Regions from separate parts of the Mus musculus genome. Here all the other regions are linked to region 1. A link is a contact called in public HiChIP or PLAC-seq and promoter capture Hi-C data. All regions are on one chromosome and are shown on one strand. The core of a region is the stretch at or near the end of the contact, and the rest is flanking DNA. Distances in the headings are between cores, read along the strand shown. Region 1 holds the start of E2f8 (E2F transcription factor 8). Region 2 overlaps Gm32849 (a long non-coding RNA gene). Region 3 overlaps Gm32849 (a long non-coding RNA gene). Region 4 overlaps Gm32849 (a long non-coding RNA gene). Region 5 has its middle 15 kb from the start of Gm32849.

Region 1 (2,901 bases), core at 208-2,707:
AGGGATTTGGAAGGCAACAACTCAGAGAACAGAGATACACTGTTTCCTCAGTAACTTTGGGAGCCCGGGTTAACAATCCTCTATTACAACCATGAAACTAAGGGCTCAGTGTGTATTTCTGCTGAATCTGCTACTTAGCAGACGATGATGCGAGGCAGAGGGAGGTCACATGGGGCTGGCACCTGAATTTTCAGTTCAGTATGGTGCCCTCAGGAGGTGCTGATCCAAGGGTGGGGTTTCAGTGAACACTGCCAAGGACAGCATTGAGCTAACATCTAAATGCTTCCAGGAGATCTGTCAGGAACAGCATTTGGAGGCCCAGTAGGTTAAAGGGCTGACATTTTAAAATGTTATCTTACAAAGAAATCCAGTATCAAATTATGACCTTTGTGAATTCCAATGGTTCATGTAAATAACATATACATAATTTTTTAAGCACAGAAAAAACCCCAAAGCTTTTTCCATATATATTAAATTTATATTAAACTTTTGAAACAAAAAGGTTACTTTAACCCTGGACAACCCTATTCCTCTTCAAAAATTAAAATTTCCTTCTGGATTTCTGTAAAAGTTAACCAAAAGGATACAGCATTCGTGACTATCAAACGAAAAATTTAAGAAAACTTATTAACGAAAAACTCAGGATGATACTTCATTTGACATTGCAACAGTATAGACTGGACTTTAAAAATACCTTTTGGTTCTCCATTTTGTCAATTCCTCATACATTTAGTGTGTCTTTAAAAACGAAAAATCTGAAGTTCCTCCCCAAGTTCCAGTGGTTTAAGTAGTCCAATCGATTAAAGTTTTTTACTATCCTTAAAAGGAAAAAAAGTAAAGCAAGAATTAAGAGCTGATGAAAATGATTCACGTACACAAGAGCCCCCGGAAACAAACAAAAAATGACAAACCAGGTTTATTTTTGCCTTGAGGACAGACATTGCCTCTAGGCAGACCGCGCCAACAGACAGCAGTAAATTCCTCCATCAAACCCTTCTGTCACGAGACTTCAAGCAAACACAGAATCTACAGTGACAGTCCTCTCTCAGGTTCGAGATGGCTGTAGCAAGCACCCACCTGTGCACTGATCCGGGCTGCGGACGGAGCGCACGAGCCCGGGTTCCGATGGAGCACGCACCGAGCCTGCATCGGGGGAGATGCTGAAGTTTCTCGCCTGACACACACGTGCACAGGCTCAGAAGGAAGGACTTGTGAAGTGGCCTGAGAACAACCCTCCAATTCAGCCTCTGCGCTCTAAGCGCACGACCGGGCATTTACAAAGGGCTTTGGGATCTTGACCCCCTTTTTCAGGCTTCTTTCAATACACGAAGTACTGGGGCGAGGGAAGGATTCCCTAGGTGCCGAAATCACCGCGATGCCAAAGCGCACCGTACGCTGCGCTCCCGGTCCCAGGTACAGTCCCCAGCAGTAGCCCGCGTCCCGCCCGGCGCAAGCACTGGCTCCTCCTCCCCGCCAACTGCACCGCCCCCGGGGGCAGCCAGACAGCATCTCACGGTTTCCAGGGCGACGGCTCCGAGCCAATCAGTAAGCCCGGTGAAGGCCTGCGATTGGCTAGAGGTCCCCAAGGCGGGGCCGGACCTTCCGCCTTCGATTTAAAAATTTGGCGCGGAAAGCGGGACCGTAGCTGGCACCGCCCCCGAGTGCGCGGGGCTGGAGCGCGGGCGAGCCCCTCCCCCGCCCTCTGCGCGGGAGCTCGGCTCCTCCCCACGGGCCCCGGCGGGGCGGGAGGCGGGAAACGGCCGCCTTCACCCTGGCCTTCCCGGGATCCCACAACCCCGCCGCAGCAGTCTGCTCCCCGCTCACCTGTCAATCCTCCTTCAGAGCTGACGGTCCGGGGTGGCCCCGAATCCTGGCTGCGCGTCTCAGGGAGCCAGCGCGTCTCAGGGAGACTCGCTTAGCCCCGCCGCGCAGAGGTGGGTGCCGGGGGCGCCACCGGGGCCGGGGCTGGGGGGGGCCGGCGGGCGGGCCGCGGGAGCGTGGCCGTCCAGGAGCAGTCCAGCCCCCGATTTGAAATTAACCCGCTCCCGGCGCGAGCCGCTCCCGCGGGCGCGGAGCCTCCCCTCCCCCACGCCCGCTCTCCCGGCCCGGGGCCCCGCGCGCCAATCCGCGCCTCTGCACTGCCGCCGCGGCGAATCAGACTGTAGGCACCACCCTCCGACCCCGCCTACAGCCAGACTTGGGGAAAAGTCCTCAAAAACTTTTCCTTTTTCTTTTTTCCTTTTCTTTCTTTCTTTCTTTCTTTTTTTTTTTTTTTCTTTTTGCAAACACCATTTATCCGAGATCGAAGTTGGGGGATGAAATTTGGCTGGTCCAGAGCTGGCTGGCTAGGACTCGAGGGCTCCCCGCCATCCCCAGCTTGGTGCCACGTCAACCGGGTCTGCTCACCTGCCCTCTGGACCCTAGCGACACCGTTCCCTCTGCGACCCTTTGCATGACTGCTTAGCAGCTTCTGCTCCACGGTTTCCAGAAAGAAACGTGTGAGGAGGAAAGAGCTTCGTTGTCTGAAGCCCAAGGATGCGGGGCGTTGGCCGATCTCTGAACACGCAGGTGTGGGAGGAGGGAGAGAAACTCAGAAAACCCGCCAAGCCTGTCCCCAGTGTCCTGCGTCTGCCGATCCCCTCTTTGCTCTTTCCCGCTTTTCTTCCTTTTCCTTTTATGAGCTTCTGACATCGGCCTGGTATATCGAACAGGTCAAGGGAATTTTAGAGTTAGGAGACCATCTCGTCCAAAACCCTCATTTTGCAGAAGTGGAAAAAGAAGCTCGGCACCCCAACTATGCCTTTCCGTGCTCGAGTTCTTTTGCACCCGCCTTTGCCTTGTAACATTTCCCCTTTTCTGATCACTCTGGGATCGCCCGGACCGCATGTTGCCCAACCCGCT
Region 2 (2,901 bases), core at 132-2,631, 220 kb after region 1:
AACATGAATAAATATAGAAATCAAGAGCCCTGTGTCACTTTCATCCCTTCCCCTATGTCTTGTTGAGTCTGTGATGTCCAGGTAGCCTTTACTCTCTAATGTCACAGAATGTTTATTCCTTTGGCCTGAGTCTCCTTGAGGTCTAGTAGAGCCCTGGTCTGCAATCTAGGCATGCACAGTTATGTGCATGGGGTGTGTATTTAAAACAAGAAATCAGCTTCCAGATACTCAGGTTAGTTTTCTACTCTTCCAAAATTGATCTCACCAAGATCTACTCAAGAAGGGCTCCCAGCGAAGCCTTCTCCCACTTGACAGAAAGTAGACCCCTCCTTCACCCTGAACCTTACTGGATGATTTGCTGAGGAGTTTCAAATTGCCATGGTGCCAAAGGACAAAAAAAAAAAAAAAAAAAAACAAAAAAACAAAAAAAAAAAAACAAAACAAAACAACCCACTGGTGGGTGAGCATTGTCGCTAAGCTAGGGAACCTGAGATACACGGAACTTCCAAGTTTCACCTGGTGTGATTTCCAGTCACAGGCAAGATGATTGAGTCCTCTGGCTTGTGTTGGGGGCTCAAAGACTGGCCTAAAGGGGCTGGAGAGATGGCTCAGGGATTAAGAGCATTGACTTCTCTTCCAGAAGTCCTGAGTTCAGTTCCCAGTAACTACATGGTGGCTCACAGTCATCTGTAATGGGATCTAATGCCCTCTTCTGGTGTGTCTGAAGACAGCTACAGTGTATTTGTACACATAAAATAAATAATTCTTAAAAAAAAAAAAAAAGACTGGTCTAGAGGAAACAGTACAGGTAGGGAATGCTAATTCACCTCACGGTTTCTGGAACATTTTCAGTACTATCCTCTTGTTTTGTTTTCAAGCCACATTGGACAAAATCTATTCTTTTTCCAGTTTAGTGTCCTTTACTCAATTAAGTTGGTTCACACGTTCTTCTCTCCAGTTATATCATAAGATCTAACTGTATTTAATCTTTATTTTCTTTCATTTTATAAACTGTGTGCTCATTTCTACAGTCTCTTGACATAAACTTTCTGCACACATCTGGCGACAACTTCTAGCTACTGAGCTTAAAAGATGCTTAGAGTTCAAACTTTTTTTTTTCCTAATCGTTCTTCTTTGGGGGAAGGGAGCAAAGGGATTGAAGCCCACGGAGACATGCAGCCATGTGGAAAGCCATTATCCGCTGCCATTTTGATTCAAGATCAAATGTCACGGGAATTGGAAGCCTTTTCAGTGTGTCTGAACGTGATGCAGTCGGGGTCCTCCCTGACAAGTTATCAACAAGCAGACAGGCTACACACACTCAGGCCCCAATGGTTCTCTTGAAAGCGGTCTCCCTGTGTTCTGCTGATAATCAACCCACTGGCCATATTGAGGCAGCCACCTCCAAGGGGGACCCACTGTTCCTCTCCTGATAGGAGCGCATAATCCCATCAGTGTCAATGGAAGGTACGTGCCCGCTTCACTAGAGACAATAGGGCAACACAAGGGACACTTGTTCCCAGCAACTGAGGGGGTAAATGTGATTGGCTATTCCCAGCCACCATCTATAAAGGGCCTTGCTGAGCCCTTCAAGCCGTTTCTTTGTCAGGCTGCAGACTGGGGGACTCAGTCTGCCTTCCTCTACAGTATGGCTGCCACCCACCTTCCCTGAGCAGAATGCTCACGAAGTCCCACCAGGACTGGCCTCTCAACCCCTTGCTTCTTCTAGAGATGAGACCTAGGACCTATGTCCCAAAACTGTGACCTGAGTTTCCATGGCAGGGGAGCAACCAAATCCTTCATTCTTCACAAAGAACTCACAGTGGTGCCAGCAATAGAGATTATAATCATTTACTGTGCACTGGGCTTTCTGCACACTTAATTTTTTTTTAATACACTGTGCACTCAGCCCCAAAGTCTCCAAGCAGTTCTGTGCAGCCACTATAGTCACCCCCATGAAGTAAGACAAGACTAATTGAACAGTGGATAATACAGAGCTGCAGAATCTGGACACCAGGAGGCAGACACATAGGGTATCAGAGCTAAGTCCTCCTCGGGGCCTGACAGCAGCATAGAATGCTACCTTCTCTCACCTACTGTACCATGTTCTATACCTAAAATGTGACTAGAGTTTCCATAGCATGGGCAAAGCCTGTGTGTGTGTGTGTGTGTGTGTGTGTGTGTGTGTGTGTGTATTATTGCCCAAGGGTGAGGCTAAAATGCAGGGGTAGGAGTGTGAATATAGACTTGGGTATCAGCCATGTGGCCCATCTTTGGGGAATACAGGGAAGTTGATGCCAGGTTTCTCTTGGCAATCTGGATGTCTTTGGGGCTATCTATAGCAGCAGCAGGCTGAAGGCAGGACTCCTCTGTGCCCTTGGGCTCCTTCCCTGCTGAGAGATGGTCTCACAGCTGTGGCCCCAGATCTCCTTGTCCCACCGGAGAGAGGTCTGAGGCCTCAGGCTTCAGGCTGAATGCAAGGCCCATTCTGACATGGGACATGCTAAAATGACATGTCATGGGGATTTGTGGGCCTCCCTGGAGCGATTTCCTCCAGGGGGTCATTTTATTTAGTTCCAATTGGACTCTGTGATTGGTCTCATCCCTGGACCAGCTGGTGTCCAGGCTCCATATGGCAGGGGCTAGGAAAATGCCATGTTCCAATTGAAATATACTCTGCCTTCCTGTGGGCCACTCTGTAATTGCCTCTGGCTGAAAGAGGGCTTTGCTTTTTAAAATGAAGCTAGGAAGTAATTTCTCCACTTTGGGTTTGCCATAGTGATGGGTCCATGTCTTCCCCATTAATTCAGACAGACACAGCAAGGAAAAGACAGACAGGGCCTCAGAGGCCAGTGAGGCCTGAGGAAGGCTTAGTGTGGGAATCTTTACTGCCTAGCCTTG
Region 3 (2,901 bases), core at 184-2,683, 200 kb after region 1:
CTGACAGAGCACTGGGGGCAGGCTGGAGGGGCAGGGGTTTTAATGGGCAATACTGGTGGGGCTATGCAAGGGCCAGAAGTCACATTAAAACCATCCCACTGACTCCTCTGGAGCTGCAATAACTCGGACCTTTGTCTGATGTGTAGGCTAGATCTACATACAGGATAACTTGGGATGAGGGTCTGTGTGCACAGCCTGACTTGTTTGCTACTCACTGCAGTGGTCCTTCCTCCCAGGACTCTGAGGCTGACCACCGTGATCTCCTGCAAACTAAACAACTGCAAGAAATAAGCACAGGCACAAAACCAGCCCTCTTGCTAATCCTTTGGACTTCCTCAGATATGGTAAGCAGCTTGGGCCTTTGCAAATGTCACCTGGGCTGCACTCCCCACCCGTCACTCTTAGCTCCATGCATCACTAATGAAATTCTCCATCCTTCTGTGTGAGTGCAAACAGTCCTTATTCAAGGAGGTCATCCTGACCACCCCATCCTAGGTGTTAAGCCTGTCTGTTACCAATTTGTACCTAGCTGCTGGTCCAGTCACTTGCTGGGATTTGCATTAACCAATGGTGAGTATAATGATTGGCTCAGATCAGCCTTTTCTCATGAATGTTTTATTCACTCTTGAATCAACAGATGCCTCCAACAACGGCTGGCCGAATCTGTTGAATACATGAGTGAGTGAGTAAGAACCCACCCACTAGGGAATCCAGGCCCTCTGTGGTCATTCCAGCCTCTTCAGTGTTTGGTGGGGGACTGTGGTCCCACTAAGTATTCAGAAGAGCACACATACTCACACACACACACACACACACAGAGAGAGAGAGAGAGAGAGAGAGAGAGAGAGAGAGAGAGAGAGAGAGAGAGAGAGAGCATACCAGGGCAGTGTGGGAAGGATGCAGGGATGCAGGGAAAGGATGGCTAAACAGATACTGTGTCTTGGGGCCAGGATCTCACATGAAGTTCTCAATGACGGGCCTCTGTGTGCATTTGATAACCAAGAAAAACAAGAGTCAGGGTGGACATTAATGCATGCCTGTTCCTTACCATGGGTGTCCCCGATTCTTCTGGCAAATGAGGGTAGAGGCAAGTGGACCAGACAACCCTTAAAGTCACTTCCAACTTGGTCATCCCCTTCCTGAGGCCTGGACTCCTGCTGTTCCTGTGTGCATCTGCATGCCTGACTGCTAGTGCTCAGAATCCTCTTGGACAAGAACTATGTCATTAGCTGAGGCTGCAGGAGCAAGCTCCTAGATGAAGTAGCAGCCCTTGGGGAATGTAAATACCAAGGAATTTGGGCTCAGATGTCCTGTCCCATATATCGGGGGGGGGGGGGGTGCTGCAGCACCTCGCTCAGCCTCTGTGCAGTTCCACAGTAATCAAGAAGGAACTGTATGCAAATGCAGTTTCTAGATGACTGAGCCAGGCTGTTCCCAGGGCTGGTTGGGATATTTATTCAACTCACTGTCACCAGATGCTTTTCCAAGGCAAAGGCAGGGACTGTGATAAATGATAACACGTTCAGCAGCCACGGGCGAGATGGGAGATGATCGGCCGCCCCACCTCCCTTCCCTGGCACTTTGTATTTCATCTGTGATTCCCCCGAAGCCTTGGAATCACTGCTCCTAAAACTCAAAGGCAGAAATGGAATTCTATTCCAGGCACCAGGCAATGGGGTCGCCGACATTCACCGGGGTTGCTTTAATCTTGCCTGAGACATCCAACAAGAAAGAAATGTGGTAAGCTGGGTCCTGCAGGCAGAGAATTACCCTGGGGAATGGGTCCCTGGTCTTTCTCATCTCTGGGTCTCATCCTTCTCCTGAACATTTGCATTCTACAGAAGGAAGAGTGATTTCACTTTTTCAAAAAGAAAAAAAAAAAATGGGTATGCTGTGCTGGGAATGGAGCCCAGGGCTTTGTGTGCATTCGGCAAGCATCCTACCTCTGAGATGTGGTCCGGCTCTCAAGTCTTTAACTTCTGCAGTTGCAATCTGTTGCCTTGAAGAAAGCAGGAGGCTACTTTGTAAGTCTGGGAAATAACAGACTGGGAAGCAGACAAGGGCGAAAGCAGAAAGAAGATGCGCAGCACTGGTTGGTGGCTGGGAAGGTTCCTGGAAAACTGCTCAGGCACGGCAGGACCGGGTCTACGGCTCCAATCCCCCCAGGCACTGCTCAGAGTGTGAACTCATTACTCCCTGGCTACGCAGTGAACTTGTCATTATTTTATGCTTATTTTTAGCATGAGGAAACTGAGGAACAGAGAGACAGTCGAGCCTCGCAGACACCAGTGCCCTTTACCGAAACTTTGTGCCCCTCTATGACAATAGCTAGTAATATTTTTTTAAGGGCACAGCGGCACACACTTATAACTCTAGCACTGAGGAGATGGTAGAAGAATTTCAAGGTCACACTGGATCATACAAGGAATTTGAAGCCAGCCAAGAATCCACATGACACTGTCTCAAAGTAGTAACGATGATATCAGTAGGATTACTCGTGGTAGCTGAAGCATCGCTGCTTATCCGAAGCCCTGTCTCAGGCAGTTCCAGTGCCGTCTTCTTCTCATTATAAACCGTGCAAGGGAAGAAACTGGTGAACAGGAGGGTGGACTGTAGCAACAATGGTGGTATAACAGAGCCAGCCCTTCACTGAGGACAAAACCCACCCACTACTTATCTCAGGGGAGTTCAGGCCTCTGAGAGTGGTGGGGGTGCTACACTCTTTGTGCCCAGCCCAGGGTCAATTGATTGGTTTTGTTGGGAACTGTGGGGAGGGTCACTCCTCTCTGGAGATTTATGGTGGTGTCTCTTCAGCTATGGAGCTAGGCACCCATAGCAAGACATTGAGGCTAGAGCTGAGCAGAGTGAGGGCTTAGGGTCTCTATGGTAGGAAAATGAGCT
Region 4 (2,901 bases), core at 270-2,769, 170 kb after region 1:
ATTTGTGAAATAAGCCACCCAGGACGGTGCACAGTGTGGGGTAAGTTGGTAAAAACTGTGAAATGCAATTTGTATAACATGATCTATGGGTTATTAAATTCACTTAGCTCTGAGCAGGCCTGAAATTGAGCAATTACTTTTGGTTTTCCTGCCTCTGTCCTCCAGCCATGAACCTAATAAGTCACTGGAGACTTTGTCCCCAGTCTGGTCCCAGCTGGACTCTGGGCTGAGGAAAGGCGTACGGCCCTGTCTGAGAGTGTGAGTGGATTGGAAGGCTCTTGAGACCTCTTCTGAGGGAGGCTTCTGGGGTCTGTGGAAAGCTGGTTGGAAAGGTGGGGGTCAGGAGATGCTAGCTATGTGCAGGATGCCACACAGAGAGGGCTGGTAAACTCAGGGAAGTATCTTCCACTAAAAGTGACTCCCTTCCCTAAGCAGGGATAGCTACTTCCCAGCTGATTTATAGAGAATAAAGAATGGGGCAAAGGAAGGCACGTGTGCAAGGGAGGAAGCACACAGTGGGTGAGTGGATGCTACTGTAAATCTCAACTGTCACATGCTCTTCCCGTGTCTGCCTGCTGGGAGGCCATGAATACTTCCGTGTCCCCAGTGCCTGGTCCAGAACAAGACCATGGCTGAGATAGAACTGAAGACTGAAAAAATCCCCTCCTTCCTCCTGCAGACTTCTGCCCTGCATCTTGAGTTTACTTTGTTCAGTGAACTACGAAGACAGCATACATAGCACAGGGCATCAGAGCACCTCTATTCACTTCTCCAGAGAAAAGCATGGAAGGAAGGGAATGCAGCCCTCAACAGGGCATCATTTCCAGCTGCCCACTGGCACTCTGTGAAAACAAACGCAGCTGCCAGTATGCTGACTGACAGGGACAAAGGGGGCATCCTCAGCTGACAGGGACAAAGGGGACATCCTCAGCTGACAGAAACACTTGGGACAGGGAGCTGAGAAGACCACAGCTTGTTGGAGCTGTGGGTCCAGCAGGAACAGGGCACGGGGGGTTTGCAGAATTTCTTCTGAATTCTCACAGCATCACCCAGCACCTGATTCTCCCTGCAGAAGGTCAGCTGGAGTCCTCGACAGCACCCTACACCGCTGGCACCCATCCCCTTCCTCTCTTGCTTAGCATCTAAGACTAAAGTCGTGGGCTAAAGGAAACCATTTGATAGCAGGAAATTGACTCAGTCCATCCTTCTCCAGCCAGAGTCGCTCAAGCCCTGAAGTCATTTGTTATGTCCTGTAACGTAAATGGCAAAAACAAAAAAAAAACACTTCTCCTAATCCACTAATGGCTTCCTCAAACAGTGCATAATTCAGAACCTTTCCTATTTCCCAGCTGACAAAACACTCTGTTAATAAAAACATCTGAAACCAGCCCATTCCCGCTTTTGTTTTGACTTAGGAATTAACATCTAGTCTCCCGAGTTTTGAGTTAACGAGATTTCCCTGCATACGCTATACAGCTCCATTCCTCACAACTAAACCAAGCGCTGACTCGGCTTCATCCATGTGGTTGCAGGCAGGGGTGTGGCCATGGGCAGATGTCCTCAAGTGGCATGGGTTCTCCCATCTCAGGCACAGAGCCCCGCCCATGTGACCACGCAGGCAACCACACTTCATGCAGGCAGTGGTGGCTATAACAGGCTCAGTGGGGTGGAGGTTTGAAGTCAAGGTCTAACAACTTGAAGATTTGTGACAGGAGCAGTCATTGTCACTGAGGAAGGTCTTCTCTAGTCTCCATTCTGTGACCAGACTTTACAGCTTCACCTTGCCCTTGGTTAGCTCAGTCTTGGAGCACAAGGTCTGCAAGGAGCATACAAGGCAAAGAGACCCTGCTCTGCCTGCCCCTTATTCCTGTCTGATCCCTCTGTTTCCCTCTGCTCTGGAAGAGACAAGTAACAAGAGCTTACTCTGTAGCTTAGGCTGATCTCAATCTCCAGATCCTCCTGCCTCAACCCGCCAATTACTGGGATTCCGGGGATGGGGGGTGGGGGGTGGGGGACGGGATGCCAGCATCCCCTGTTCATATCTAGAGTTTGAACCCTGAGTCCAGAGATAGCTTGTAACTGCTGCTTCACACTGTTCAAGCTCAGCTGCTTATTGTATTAACGCCAGTCCAAATGTGAAGAGCATCCACCCGGTGCCTTCTCACCTTCCAGCGTTCCCTCACAGAGCTTGAGAATAAAAGCATGAAGACTGGCTGGTGACAAAGGAAGGCAAAGTAAGCTGTCAGGCAACTGATGTGGGACTGGAGGCATGAGTAGGCTGAAAACCCTCCAAGAGGGCTTATGAGTAGGTCTCTAGCAGAGTTGTGGTGTGCACCGAAATTCTAAGTTAACTGAAGGAAACTGATATTTCAGTGGTATGCTATACGAATATTGTCAGGACCCACCCCTCTCCATGCTAATGCCTTCTGGAATGTGGATATCAACCCTGACATCTCTGGACACCCCCCAGGAACAGCCTGCATCACCCTGAAATGCGTGTTATCTATGGGAAACCTTAGGCCTTGTCTGAGCTGAGAGTCAGCCATGCTGACCCCACCAAAGCTTGCTGGGAATTGTCACTCAATCCAAAGGGCCCTGAACTTCAGCAGAGCCCAGGCAAGAGCCCTGCCTTCCTCCCCCAGGGCTCTTAGAGAGCCTTCTTCCCAGACCTACCAGGACAACCTAGCTGAATGCCTGCCTGCTGTCCCCTGTCTGCCATGGTCCCGTTACTCCCTCATATTGGTGTGAGACACTCCCAACATGGCATGAGACCCCCATCTGACTAGCCTGGGAGGATAGGCTGGAGTTCTGTGCACCCTCAGATCTCTGCAAGGCTCTCTCCTCCAGCAATCCTATGAGCCACCAATCTAAGCCCTTTACTAAGAAACTTTACTCTTTGCC
Region 5 (2,901 bases), core at 222-2,721, 150 kb after region 1:
ACCTGGCTATCAGCAGGAGCAATAGGCAATGAGCTGAGTGTGAATCCCAGGAATAGATGCTTTGAAGACATGATGGATGATGACCCTTGATCAGCAAGGAGAGAAGAAGTGTCCCCACACTGGGGTCCACACACAGTAGAAGTTCAGAAAGTATTCATGTGCCTAAGGCTGCAGATACATGAGTAAGGAAGCTGTGTCCTGATGGTTTGGGGTCATTGGCCCTAGGTGACACTGTGCTGGTATTTGAGTACCCCACCCCCTTCCTCATGGCCTTGTCTGTAAGCTGCCCTGCCTCCTCTGCAGTACTTGCCAATTTTGTTGACATACCACGTTTGGCAACCATTTGCAACTTGATTATTATCTTTGGAAGCCAGGCATCACAGGTGAGCCTCATCGAAAGCTCTCTGCAGAGAACCGCCGTGTACAATTAGTAAGTGGAGAAATGTGTCAGATACAGAGGAGTCTCCAATCTGGCTCTCCCTGGAGTGTGTGCAGGGCTTGTTTTCCTGTTGGAGGCACACGTCAGGACCACTGAGAAAGGAGGTCAGCCCAGCAATTGCTTGCTCTACCCTCTGCACTCTGGTTGGCAGAAGGAAGAGGCCACAGCAGGTGAAACTCCAGGCCCTTCTGCTCCATACAACAGGAAAGGGAAAGAATCAAACAGAAAATGCTGGAAAAACAGGGTGTAATTCCTTTAGAATGCAGGGATTCAGAGTCTGAACATTCATCAACTAGCTCTTAGCAATACTTTATGTTTATGCCTGTGCATATATGTGTGTATGTTGGTTTGTGTTCGTGTGGGTGTACATATGTATATGGGGTGTCATTTCTCAGGAGCCATCCACCTTGATTAGTTCTTGAAACAGGGTCTCCAGTTGGCCCAGAGCCCACTGAGTAGGCTAGTCTGGCTGGCCTTGGAGTCAAGTGATCTGTTTGTACCTCCCCAGCACTGGGATGGCAAGGACCCCAGAATGCCTCAGTTTTAAACATGGCTTCTGGGAATTGCAGTCTTCAAGCTTATACGGCAAACACTTACTGAGCTACCTCTCTAACTCCTCTTAGTGATATTTTGTGCCAAACGTAGCCATAGATAATATGGAACATGAGCTAAGGCTGTCTAGTAACTGAAAATATACAGTGATGTATAATAGTGATGCTTGCATTGGTTGCAATTTTCTTGAGAGCAGGGATTGATTCTGGCTCATTTCCGTGCTCTCCCAAGTTTGTACATGACTGCAGAGAAGGAACTCAATAAGTGCTTGCTAAACAGATGGATAGATCAATGGCTCATGAGTCTGATTTATAGGTGCGGGGAATCCCAAATAGTAAAACATGTCTGTAAAGTGCATTTGCCAGAGTCAGGCTGGTGACCTCAATTCATCCTGAGACTCCAGCCTCCAACAGTGGAGTCTTCACAACAATCCTGCCTCATTTTGTATTTGAGTTACTGGGTGATCTTGGCTCAGTTGCCTCTCGGACCACATTGGGCAAGATTTTCCATTTGTTGACAAGCTTGGTTTTGAAACTGATCACTCCAGTGCATTTCAAATGGAAAGGGCACCAGAGTTTGTGTATTCTAATAACTTCTGCCCAGAAATGAGTGACTTCTTCAGCCTGGAGGGTCAGCTAGGTGAGCAAGGCTCTGGGGAAGGAGTTGGCCGAGGGAGAGAAAGTCTGGGGACAAGAATAGACTCTAAGGCACAACAGAATGGCTGAAAAGTGTTTTTTAAAGCGTCTTGCTGGTGGGGGATGGGCATGTTTGTTTCTTTGGATAGCTTATCCGTGTCTGAAATTCTCTCTGTAGCCGGTGGTGGCCTCAAACTTGTAACACTCCTGCCTTGGGATCCTGAGTGCTGGGATTATGTTATCACACTTGAAGTGGCTGGGATACTTTCCCAATCTTTCCACTCATTTGTTCTGTAGACATTCATGGCCTGTGCTGAACACAGCAGGGTCCAGGGAATACAGAGACGGAGGAAACACAGCCTTACTCCGAGGAATTTGCCACCCAGAATATTATTGGGTAAGAGACTTGAGAATGTTCTGCGTTGTAAGGGGAAATGAATTGAGCTGCTACATTTTTGGACTGGAACTTTTTGCCTTTGACTTTGAGTTTTGACTTTGTTTTAAGTGGCAAGAACAGGAATTGGGTGTCTGGTCTGTACCAGGCTGTCTTGGTTAGCTCTTAGACTCATCTGTGGAAGTCAGGTCTTAGGAGAGGAGCTCAAAGATGGAGTGTTGCTGGCAACATCTGCTTAGCTCCAGACTTTATCTTCCTGTTGTCTCCAGTATGGGAGCAGACAGTTAGGAGTAAGCTGAGCCTGCCTAGCCAGGCTCTGCACACCCTCCACCCCCGAGTCATCCATGAGTCTGCAGAGACAGGTGGGGCCAGAGACAATGTTTGACTTCCTTCTTGCCTATGATGGACCATTTGTGGTCTACAAATAGCTGGGTGTTTCTCTAGAGTCTGAGGCTTGAGCTGACAGTGACTGGATAGTACCATTCTAATTGTGACCTGGTACACCCTCCCCCAAAGATGCCATATTGATAAGGGGCTTCTAAAGCCATGGAAAGTCCATTCTTTTGGGGGGTATGGCCTGAAAAGGAGTCACATCCCACAATGTAATAGACTAATGTTCGTAGGATCTCAGCTATTCATTCTGAGATGCTTTGGTGGCAAATTAGACATGCAGAATCTTGGGCTCTGATCTTATTCAATTTTTAATTAATTTTCATGTAATAAGCTGTAAGCACATTAATATCAATGAGCTACTTCCTGCAGTGTGGCTAGCATATGGCTTTCAGGAGCCAGGGGTATTGTTTTTCCCTTTATTTGGGTTGAATAAAGATTACCGATCCTCTAAGTATTATTTTCTGACTTTGGGAGTGGGGTTAGAAGAG

The links. Promoter capture Hi-C pulls out the DNA fragments that hold promoters and counts their contacts. HiChIP or PLAC-seq counts read pairs in DNA pulled down with a chosen protein or histone mark.
Region 2: an H3K4me3 HiChIP or PLAC-seq map of neural tube shows a contact between it and region 1, with 4 times the contacts expected there. The contact joins the enhancer-like site here to the promoter of E2f8 in region 1. A contact is called at or near these places in 19 of 39 promoter capture datasets (the 3T3-L1 cell line, 3T3-L1-derived adipocytes, the C10 cell line and 12 more), 1 of 15 datasets of contacts at CTCF or cohesin (large pre-B cells), 75 of 484 Hi-C or Micro-C datasets (3T3-L1-derived adipocytes, the AML12 cell line, the AtT-20 cell line and 52 more), 34 of 115 datasets of contacts at active chromatin or transcription factors (the 230-238 cell line, the SCID.adh cell line, T-cell acute lymphoblastic leukemia and 25 more) and 4 of 9 other capture datasets (adipose tissue, embryonic stem cells, liver and 1 more).
Region 3: an H3K4me3 HiChIP or PLAC-seq map of forebrain shows a contact between it and region 1, with 4 times the contacts expected there. The contact joins the enhancer-like site here to the promoter of E2f8 in region 1. A contact is called at or near these places in 2 of 39 promoter capture datasets (the SN4741 cell line and cranial neural crest), 10 of 484 Hi-C or Micro-C datasets (the HPC-7 cell line, the Patski cell line, bone marrow-derived macrophages and 4 more), 24 of 115 datasets of contacts at active chromatin or transcription factors (T-cell acute lymphoblastic leukemia, bone marrow-derived macrophages, cardiomyocytes and 19 more) and 3 of 9 other capture datasets (adipose tissue, embryonic stem cells and liver).
Region 4: a contact with region 1 is called in an H3K4me3 HiChIP or PLAC-seq map of bone marrow-derived macrophages, with 2.3 times the contacts expected there. The contact joins the enhancer-like site here to the promoter of E2f8 in region 1. A contact is called at or near these places in 1 of 39 promoter capture datasets (cranial neural crest), 1 of 484 Hi-C or Micro-C datasets (3T3-L1-derived adipocytes) and 3 of 115 datasets of contacts at active chromatin or transcription factors (bone marrow-derived macrophages and neural tube).
Region 5: a contact with region 1 is called in a promoter capture Hi-C map of liver. The contact joins the enhancer-like site here to the promoter of E2f8 in region 1. A contact is called at or near these places in 1 of 39 promoter capture datasets (liver), 3 of 484 Hi-C or Micro-C datasets (the G1E-ER4 cell line, hemogenic endothelial cells and liver) and 2 of 115 datasets of contacts at active chromatin or transcription factors (both in embryonic stem cells).

The regions. Positions count from the first base shown.
Region 1 is chr7:48,879,584-48,882,484 of GRCm38.p6, forward strand. E2f8 (E2F transcription factor 8) reads right to left here and starts at 1,458. Exons shown (of 13, transcript NM_001013368.5): 1 at 1,078-1,458; 2 at 695-818. The coding sequence starts at 709. It overlaps Gm2788 (predicted gene 2788), which reads left to right and starts at 1,717. Exons shown (of 2, transcript NR_155436.1): 1 at 1,717-1,934. It overlaps LOC115486422 (a long non-coding RNA gene), which reads left to right. Exons shown (of 3, transcript XR_882082.2): 3 at 938-1,041.
Region 2 is chr7:49,103,185-49,106,085 of GRCm38.p6, forward strand. Gm32849 (a long non-coding RNA gene) reads left to right here. Exons shown (of 2, transcript XR_391458.3): 2 at 1-2,901. It also overlaps a transcript of Nav2 not described here. Among named protein-coding and RNA genes, the nearest start is that of 9130015G15Rik, 58 kb to the right of the region's middle. Within about 2 kb of position 1,382, at least 17 of the 459 cell types and tissues checked have an H3K27ac peak or open chromatin away from gene starts, as enhancers often do. A contact at or near this core is called in embryonic cerebral cortex, neural tube and stem cell-derived motor neurons, where this site is marked.
Region 3 is chr7:49,083,503-49,086,403 of GRCm38.p6, forward strand. Gm32849 (a long non-coding RNA gene) reads left to right here. Exons shown (of 2, transcript XR_391458.3): 1 at 1-1,740; 2 at 1,842-2,901. It also overlaps a transcript of Nav2 not described here. Among named protein-coding and RNA genes, the nearest start is that of Gm32849, 44 kb to the left of the region's middle. Within about 2 kb of position 1,434, at least 22 of the 459 cell types and tissues checked have an H3K27ac peak or open chromatin away from gene starts, as enhancers often do. A contact at or near this core is called in cortical neurons and forebrain, where this site is marked.
Region 4 is chr7:49,045,967-49,048,867 of GRCm38.p6, forward strand. Gm32849 (a long non-coding RNA gene) reads left to right here. Exons shown (of 2, transcript XR_391458.3): 1 at 1-2,901. It also overlaps a transcript of Nav2 not described here. Among named protein-coding and RNA genes, the nearest start is that of Gm32849, 6.2 kb to the left of the region's middle. Within about 2 kb of position 1,520, at least 32 of the 459 cell types and tissues checked have an H3K27ac peak or open chromatin away from gene starts, as enhancers often do. A contact at or near this core is called in bone marrow-derived macrophages, where this site is marked.
Region 5 is chr7:49,024,715-49,027,615 of GRCm38.p6, forward strand. It overlaps a transcript of Nav2 not described here. Among named protein-coding and RNA genes, the nearest start is that of Gm32849, 15 kb to the right of the region's middle. Within about 2 kb of position 1,472, at least 6 of the 459 cell types and tissues checked have an H3K27ac peak or open chromatin away from gene starts, as enhancers often do. A contact at or near this core is called in liver, where this site is marked.